Linked DNA regions of Bactrocera dorsalis: region 2 is linked to region 1. The links are chromatin contacts, called in public Hi-C maps. All regions are on one chromosome and are shown on one strand. The core of a region is the stretch at or near the end of the contact, and the rest is flanking DNA. Distances in the headings are between cores, read along the strand shown. Region 1 holds the start of LOC105230040 (ribonuclease Oy). Region 2 has its middle 23 kb from the start of LOC105230041.

The links. Hi-C and Micro-C count contacts between places; a contact is called where the count stands out from the background.
Region 2: a Hi-C map of whole body shows a contact between it and region 1, with 2.8 times the contacts expected there. The contact joins the enhancer-like site here to the promoter of LOC105230040 in region 1. A contact is called at or near these places in 2 of 2 Hi-C or Micro-C datasets (both in whole body).

The regions. Positions count from the first base shown.
Region 1 is chr5:20,258,319-20,262,433 of ASM2337382v1, reverse strand. It overlaps LOC105230040 (ribonuclease Oy), which reads left to right and starts at 2,373. Exons shown (of 2, transcript XM_011210609.4): 1 at 2,373-3,187. The coding sequence starts at 3,114.
Region 2 is chr5:20,308,744-20,312,858 of ASM2337382v1, reverse strand. No RefSeq gene overlaps it. Among protein-coding and RNA genes, the nearest start is that of LOC105230041, 23 kb to the left of the region's middle. Within about 2 kb of position 1,983, the one cell type or tissue checked has open chromatin away from gene starts, as enhancers often do.

The DNA.
Region 1 (4,115 bases), core at 1,124-3,623:
GTGGTGCATCAGGTACCAATTAAGGCTAGCAACGCTCATATCCTTCCAGAGATGGTCATCCTGTCCTCCTGAATGAGCCTGCCTCTTCTGCTCATCTTCGCCTTTCGAGCACGTTCGGTACAAGACTGTTGCGACTCCACCGGATCCGAGCTGGTGAGCCTGATTGGGGGAGTGTTGGTGGTATTCGATATACTCTCAGCGGCCGCAGTGGATGTCACCTGCTGAGAGCCGCTGCATGCAATTTTTTCATTTAACTCATCAACACCGCTTACCTGGGCCGGCGCTGTTGTCGTTGCCGCTGTCTTTAGTCGTCTGCAATGGCTGTGGTCTTGCCGTAGTTGTAGTTATTGTTTTGTTGCCTTTCATAAGCAGAACCACTCACAATGGTTGGAAGATGCCGAGTATGCCTTGCGGCTTAAGCCACCCAACACAACAAGATGCCTGGCATTGGCAGAGGTATTAAGATCTCATATCTTGCTAAGTACATATGTATGTCAAGAATCACAGGATGTATAGAAGCGATTTCCGGTTTAGATATCCGATAATATATCTTGCAGATTTAAAATATAGAGGTCGCTGAGGTATAAAATGACGATAATAACTGCATTTAAGACTTTTTCTCTTTCACTCTCTTCTAAATGATTACCAAAATTTCTCTTTGTTTCACGACATACAAACAGCAATTTAGGGGTGTTTAAGGCTCTCAGGTAGTATTTAACTTGTATATTTGTATTTATATGAAGTACTAGCCCAGGTGTTAGGAGAGTTGCCATACGGATTTATTTTTTTTTAATATTTTTGTTCAATTTAATATTTGTAGGGTTTATATATAATTTATTTATTGGGTATACCTATTATTTTACCTAAAAAATATATATATTTAGAAATGTCATTTTTCCCATTGCCATTTTTAGAATTATTCGACTTCGGTATGGAGCAGATCTAACGTTATTTTGACTTACTGTTATTTATTACTCATGTAATCTGAGCAGGGTTGCAAATAATGCATTGAAAAATTTCAATTAAAAATATTTTTAAATTTCTATTCCTTAAAATAGGTTTGAAATATTTATAAAAAAATTTGAATCCGAAGTTTATAATTAATTTTTTTTCATTAAAACTTTAATTTTTTTAATCAACATCTGTTTAATTAAAAGCAATTTTCAAATGTCTAAACCAAAAGCCGAATTAAAAAATAATAATTTGAATACCGAGTATGTCATTGAAAATATGTTTTTGAATTAAAATTTAAAAAAAATTTAAATTTATTAATTAAAAATAATTTTTTAATATCAAATCCAAAAATGGAATTGAAAAGTTATAATCCCAAGTTTATAATTGAAAAAATTAAAAAAAAATGGAATTAAAACTTTCAAATTCTTTTTGAATTAAGATTTTTTTATTAAAAATTATTAAAATTTAAATTTTTTCTGAAATAAAATTTTTTTAATTAGAAATAATTTTAAAATCCAAAAATGGAATTGAAAAAATTGTAATCCCTAATTTATAATTGAAAAAAATATTTGAAATAAAATTAAAACTGGTTTTGAATTTATATTTTTTAAATAAAAAATAATTTTCCAATATCTAAACCAATAAAAATATGTTTTTGAATTAAAAATTTAAAATATTTTTTAAATTAAAAATAATTTTCAAATTTTTAATTCAAACATTAAATATCTAAACCAAAAACCCGATTTAAAAAAATTTAATACCAAGTATATAATATAAAATATGTTTCTGAATTAAAAAAATTAAAATATGTTTTTGAAATAAAAATTTTAAAATTACTTTTGAATTTATATTTTTTTAATTAAAAATAATATTCAAATATTTGATAAAAAAAAATTAATTATAACTTTATAAATAGCAATTAAAGAAATATTTTTATTTAAAAAGTTGGCAACTCTAACCAGCCTATGTACATATATGTAAATAGTCTTTAGAAATACCTAATATTCTAACGGCGCTATCTCGACTTTTCCGATGGTAACGAATCCGGAGCAAAAGTGGCAATAGCTGATGTAAAAATCACATGCAAAATAATTTTTTTTATTTTTTTCTGAAAACAGATACATCAACAAAAAACGATGCCAAAACGAATCAAAAAAATATCTCTTTTCAAAAATTTTGATATTATTGATAGTAAAGCAACACCTAGTATCAATCTTTGTGAGCGCTTGCTCTTAGTAACCCCTTTAATGCGTCGCTAATAAATGTGCGACTCTCTTCGCTCTTACGATGATGACTGCTCACCCGAAGAGCGCAGTTTATTTGTTGCTGCTGCTGCCAGCTTGTCTGAAGACTACCAAAAGCACTACAGTTGAGTTCAAAATAACATGCGCTCGCCAAATTTAGTGCCACATTAGAGCGCCACTAAAGTGCTGAGTACAAAGACGCTGTAAAAGAGAGCAAAGTCATAAGGCATACAGCAAGTACATAGGTAGGTAGCGATGTGTACCTTTTTCTAAGTGAATATCAAACGGGTTGTTTCACGCAGCTGAAACAGGCAAACTACTAAACGAAATAAAAAAGTATTTTGACATTTTGCTGCGAAAAATACAGAAAACAAAGTATAAACTTGTAAAGTGAAATGTCAGTGAATGTTGAGTGAAGCAATAAAAAACGAAAAAACGCGAGAAAATGTCAGAAAATTTAAAGAAATGACGACAAACGCTTGAAGAAAATTAGTGCGCAACGCGAGAGCCGTATTTATTTGTTACTTAAAGTGCAATAACAATGAACAAATTAAAACAACAACAAATACACACAATATCAACGACAGCAACTACAACCAAGCGCATTGCTTAAGTATAGAAAAAACGAAATGAAAAAACTTAAATAGATAAACTAAACAAAAAATAACAACACGGTACACAAAGCAGGCCAACAACAACAACAAACACAGGTATATAGCTATACATATACACAGAGTGTTCGAGAGTGGTGCAGAGGCGGCAGTGTTGAGCGCAAACGAAAACGAAACTTTAATATTAACAAGCAAACACCTTGAAATTATATCAAATATCAATAAGCCGAATAAAAATCGAAATTCGCTGAAAAATACGCAAAATTCGCTGAACCCGAACGGAGCAGTGGCAAACCGTGTGAAAATGGGGCGAAGATGTACTTTGTGGCTCACTTTCGGCGCGTTGCTCTTCAGCACGCAGTGGCTGGACGTGATTAGGTAAGTCGGGCAACGGTAACAAACGAATATGTGGACACACATAAGCAAGAACAAAAAAAAAAAAACAACAACAACAATGTCATGAAGTGAAAATGCAAATATTTCGACCGAAAATACCTATGTGTGTATGTATGTGTTTGTGGCCAAAATGTGAATATTGGCAAAATCAATTCGGTAAACAACAGTAATACATGTGTGTGTGTATGTGTGAGTATGACTTTCTGTACTGAAAGACCCTAAGTTGCATATACTGTAAATAAATCGTGCTTAGTTAGGCATATTAATTGCTCATATATAGAATGTGTGAGTGTTTGTGAGATATTGTCAACAAAAAACAAAAAAAAAACAAGTAAGGAAGAGCTAAGTTCGGGTGCAACTGAACATTTTATACTCTTGCAACTTGCAGGAATGAAAGCCAGGGTACCTTAAGGTGCAAACGTCAACCAGGGGATCAGAGTCCAAGCACATATGTACATACATATATATTTATATAGATATGTATAACTCTCCCAGTGATCGACATATTCGATATAAGTTTTGTTAGAAAATCGAAATCATCCAAAGATCCCAGGAAATGTGCTGTTTAGAATAGGTCGGGCCATAGGAGAAGGCGGTTAGAGTCATCCGATCCCACGACAGTTGGGTCTACGTAACCGGAACGGACTCGGATTTTTATCCGGCCAAGGACTGTCAAATCGGCAGAATTCTGCCGCTACAACAACAACAACAAACGGTTAGAGGACTCGTTGTTGAACATATATTTGGTATCTCGGGGTCGATTCTGGATAAGTAAAAGTTTAGCCTGCTCGCAAGAGTCACTCTTGTTTCTCGTGGCAACTGCAAGTTGCGTTGTTGTTTAACGGGTACCTAGTCCCCGTTAGAATGGTAAGCATAAGATAGATTGTTGTCGACGTCATCCAAAGAACGG
Region 2 (4,115 bases), core at 734-3,233, 51 kb before region 1:
AGCAATTTCTATGGTATAAAAGGATATAGTACTATCTTTTCCTTAGCAAGTATAGCTACATAGTAGATATAAGCTTAGTAAGCTGATTTAAACGATTTCCTCGTACATTGTTGTGCTACTTTGGGTGATAATATTAGGTTGTCAATATCTCCCTTCCGCGACGATATGCATGATTAGTTTGGATATTGCGTTCAACAGTTATAGACGTGTAAACATGTTTTTCACTAATGCCGAAATTCGCGCTATTTTAAAGTTTTTCTTCGCTTAAGGCAAATCCGCTAGAGAAACGTTCCGTGAGATTTATGGTGTTTTGGGGGATGGTAGTCTATCACTTTGGACTGAGGAGGAATGGTTTCGATGATTCAGAGCGAGTGAAAACGACACCATGGAAAAGCCAGCCGACCCAAGACCTGTAACGACGAATACCAATCAAATCATGGAAAACATAGAGTTAGACCTGCATGTGGCATCTCGTGACATCGCCCAGAAGATGGGAGTTAGTCACCAAACCATTTTAAACCATCTGCAAAAGGCTGGATACACAAAAAAGTTTGATGTTTGGGTGCTGCATGATTTGACGCACCTTCTGAACCGAATCAACGCCTGCGATATGCTGCTGAAACGGAACGAACTCGACCCATTTTTGAAGCGGATGGTGACTGGTGACGAAAATGGATCACATACGACAATAACAAGCCAAAAAGGTCGTTGTCGAAGGCCGGTGTATCGTCCCAAATAAAGGCCAACCCGGAAGGTAGTCATCCACTATGAGCTGCTCCCATATGGCCAGACGCTTAATTCCACCATCTAATGCGAACAACTGGAGCGGTTGACCAGAAGCTTCCAGAATTGGCCAATAGGAAGAGTGTAGTGTTCCACCAGGACAATACCAGACCACACTCTTCGTTGATGACTCGTCAGAAGCTACGAGCTCGGATGGGAGGTTTTATCGCATCCACCAGATAGCCCTGACATAGCGCCAAGTGATTACCACCTGTTCCTGTTCATGGCGAACGCCCTTGTTAGTGTAAAGTTGAACTGAAAAGGGGCTTGTGAAAAATGGCTGCCAGAGTTCTTCGCAAATTAGTCCAGTCATTATAGTAAGTTAACCTCGGAATTCGATATACCCATTTTTATGTCTGTAGGGAGGCTTCTACGAAAAGGGGATTATGAAGTTGCCAACTAGATGGAAACAGATTAATAGTGGCAGTCGTGTGAGGATGAAAGGATTGTATCAAGACTCACTCCACACATTTGAGAAATTGTTTCGAAGAGAACATTTTCGGGCTGATTTTGCATATTCTTAATATTTAGTTAATTTTTGTTAGGTTATATTATTAAAAACGCTAGAGAATTGAGAGTTTTACGAATTTTGCTTCTATGTTTATTACAAGCGAGTGTACGGGAGTTTAGCTATAAGAAAATCTTTCCACCTAACCTAACTTTTTCCAATTAGAACATGGTCTACCGCAAAAAAAACTGTATTTTTGCTACCGAATTAAAAGCAACAAAATTAGCAAACAAAAAAAAGAAAAAATTGAGACAATAAAGCTCGGGAAGAGCGGAAGTGGACGCATGACGCTAGCTTAGCTAGATAAGTGCCTAATTTATACTTACGTATTTTTCTATATGTATATGTGTGTATGTATGTACATCCAACAACTTCTATTTATACACATTTGGACATAGCTAAGCTCTAATGCAAACATACACACACACAGGGATGCACGTAAGCTTGTGAAAGTTTTGCGTGGTCGCCGCAAGCGTTTCAGCCAATTAGAGGCGATAAGGCAATAATAAATTGAAATTCACGCTCTTGGCCCTAGGGACGCACCGATCAAGCGGGCAAACACTTGGATTCACACCTAGTTTCGACACAACAAAGCAACAGCACACACACGCATACACATACATGTATATACATACATATGTAGATGTTTACGAGCAGCGCCGGCGGGCATGGCATTGTGTGATAATTTCTAGCATTTGGCTTTTGTTTACGTTGCGGTTACGAGTGTGCTGCTCGGGCAACGTTGGCGATGGTGAAGAGGTGAGGGTTCGCAACAAATTAGCGTTATTTAAGGGTTGATTAAGCACGTCAATTGTCGGCAGTCGGGCCTAATTTTCGTGAGTACCCCAAAAGTGTGTTGAAAAGTTTTGGTTTCGTGCCAAGGCACTGCGGTGGCAAGGCTCTGCGTTTCGGGCATATTTTGTTGCTACTCAGCGCAGGCTTTAGAAGCAGTCCGTGAGGGTCTACTACACACATACAGATGCACACCGGTCTTTATCTTGCTACACATTAATTATGTTAAACATTTTTAAATATTGTCATCACGTGCTGAAGGTATTCCTCAACGCATTTAGGGACGATCAACTTTGAAGGGTGTATTTACTTTAATTCGTTGTTGGTTTTCCGGTTCGTCAGGGCAATTATGCAAATTAGAGCTAATACGTTTTAATTTAAGCGGATTACAATGTAATATTTTTGTTTGTTTGTCATTTGTGTGCATTTTATCGTTCTTGTTCACGTTCTATTTCACTTTTTTGTGATTCGGAATATTAAACAGATTGGGTGCGTGTTGTCGCCGAGGGATTATTGCTAACAAATTGTAACATATGACTTTATAGCAGTGTTAATGCCTTTATTACAAAGAAAAGGTTGGGATTTAAATGGAAAAAATAAAAACAGAACATAATTGAAAGCTAACTAGAAACCTCGAAACAATAGCTGGACGAGTTCTCTCGAGCATAAGTAACTAGAAAGGAATTTTGGATTGCTGTCTCTGCCTTACGTGTCAAAATGCTACCCTGGATGATATTTTTCTTGCTCATGACCAAGTTCCTACGTTTTGAAACCTTTGCTGTGATTGTATGTGGAAAGGTTCTGAAAATTTGTGCACTGGCTAAGGTTCCACCTGAGAAATAACAAAACCATAAAAGTGATTCAGTTCTTTTGCTCTAGAATAATAAGAGGTTCGGTTTAAACTTTATTGTATAACGGTAAATTCAAAAGGAGAAGACAAAAGGTGATAGGACTGAGACTTAAATAATTCGATATGGCATTGTGAAGGATGAACAGAAGAGAGAAAAACTAACTTCGCCTACAATTCAACATCGGAAACCAAACACAAGTGCTATTACTTGTCTGAAATATCATTGGAAGAAAAATAGTACATGAGCTGAAAAGTCGTAGACCTAATAATAAAACAACGTAAAGAAAATATGGTTTCATTCTACGACACTTTTTCCATCTAGAGTAATGCATTTGTCTCAACGTTTCTCCAACATTCGGTTACCGTTTCCATAGTACACGGCTTAAAGAACAACATACGAGGTGTTGGTTTCCATATTGACGACCTTATTGTGAAATCTTTTTGAGCCTGGGAAAGAGAAAATAGTTGCTGGGACCAAAATTGTTGAATACTGTCGATGGAAAAGCAGTTCATAGCGTTATTCGCTCGATTTTTCGGTCATATCATAAGCTGAATAAATTAAGGAGAGTTTTCTTGATGAGAGATCAAATTTTTGTTCGCCAAATGTGGACACCCGGCTTTGATCTCGACGTACAATCGATCCAATAAGTCAGTGTAATGTTATTAATTGATTGTCTCATTAAGTTCAATTAACATAATTACTCGTGAATCCCTAAAGGTACTGGCTAAAATATTGCTGACCGTTTGTTAAGCTTCTCTTTTGTGATTTCTACTAGATGCCGGGTTTTTAAACGATTCTGGTCTTTTGATACGATTCTAGCATTGACAAGCTTCATACCCAAAACATTAACCAAAATATGTTGAATCGATCCAGCTGGTTGTACGATACCGGTCAGTTAGATGATCTAATACTCTTCTCTGATGCCAGAAAGGGGATTTTTATGCAATGTTTCCTTAACTTTTTTGATATTATAGTCATTAACAGAGGCCGGTGGACAACTCGCATAAGACAAGTAATCGTTGATGTTCACGACATTCATTGAATGCTTTGTGCTTTCAAATTCTTGTGTTCATAATAAAGTAGGCTCTGTCAGATTTTTAAAAAATCTTCAATGATTCCGTAGCCATAATTTCATTGAAACTTCGGGTAAACTCGTTATTCATGTTTTTAAGCAAAGGGTT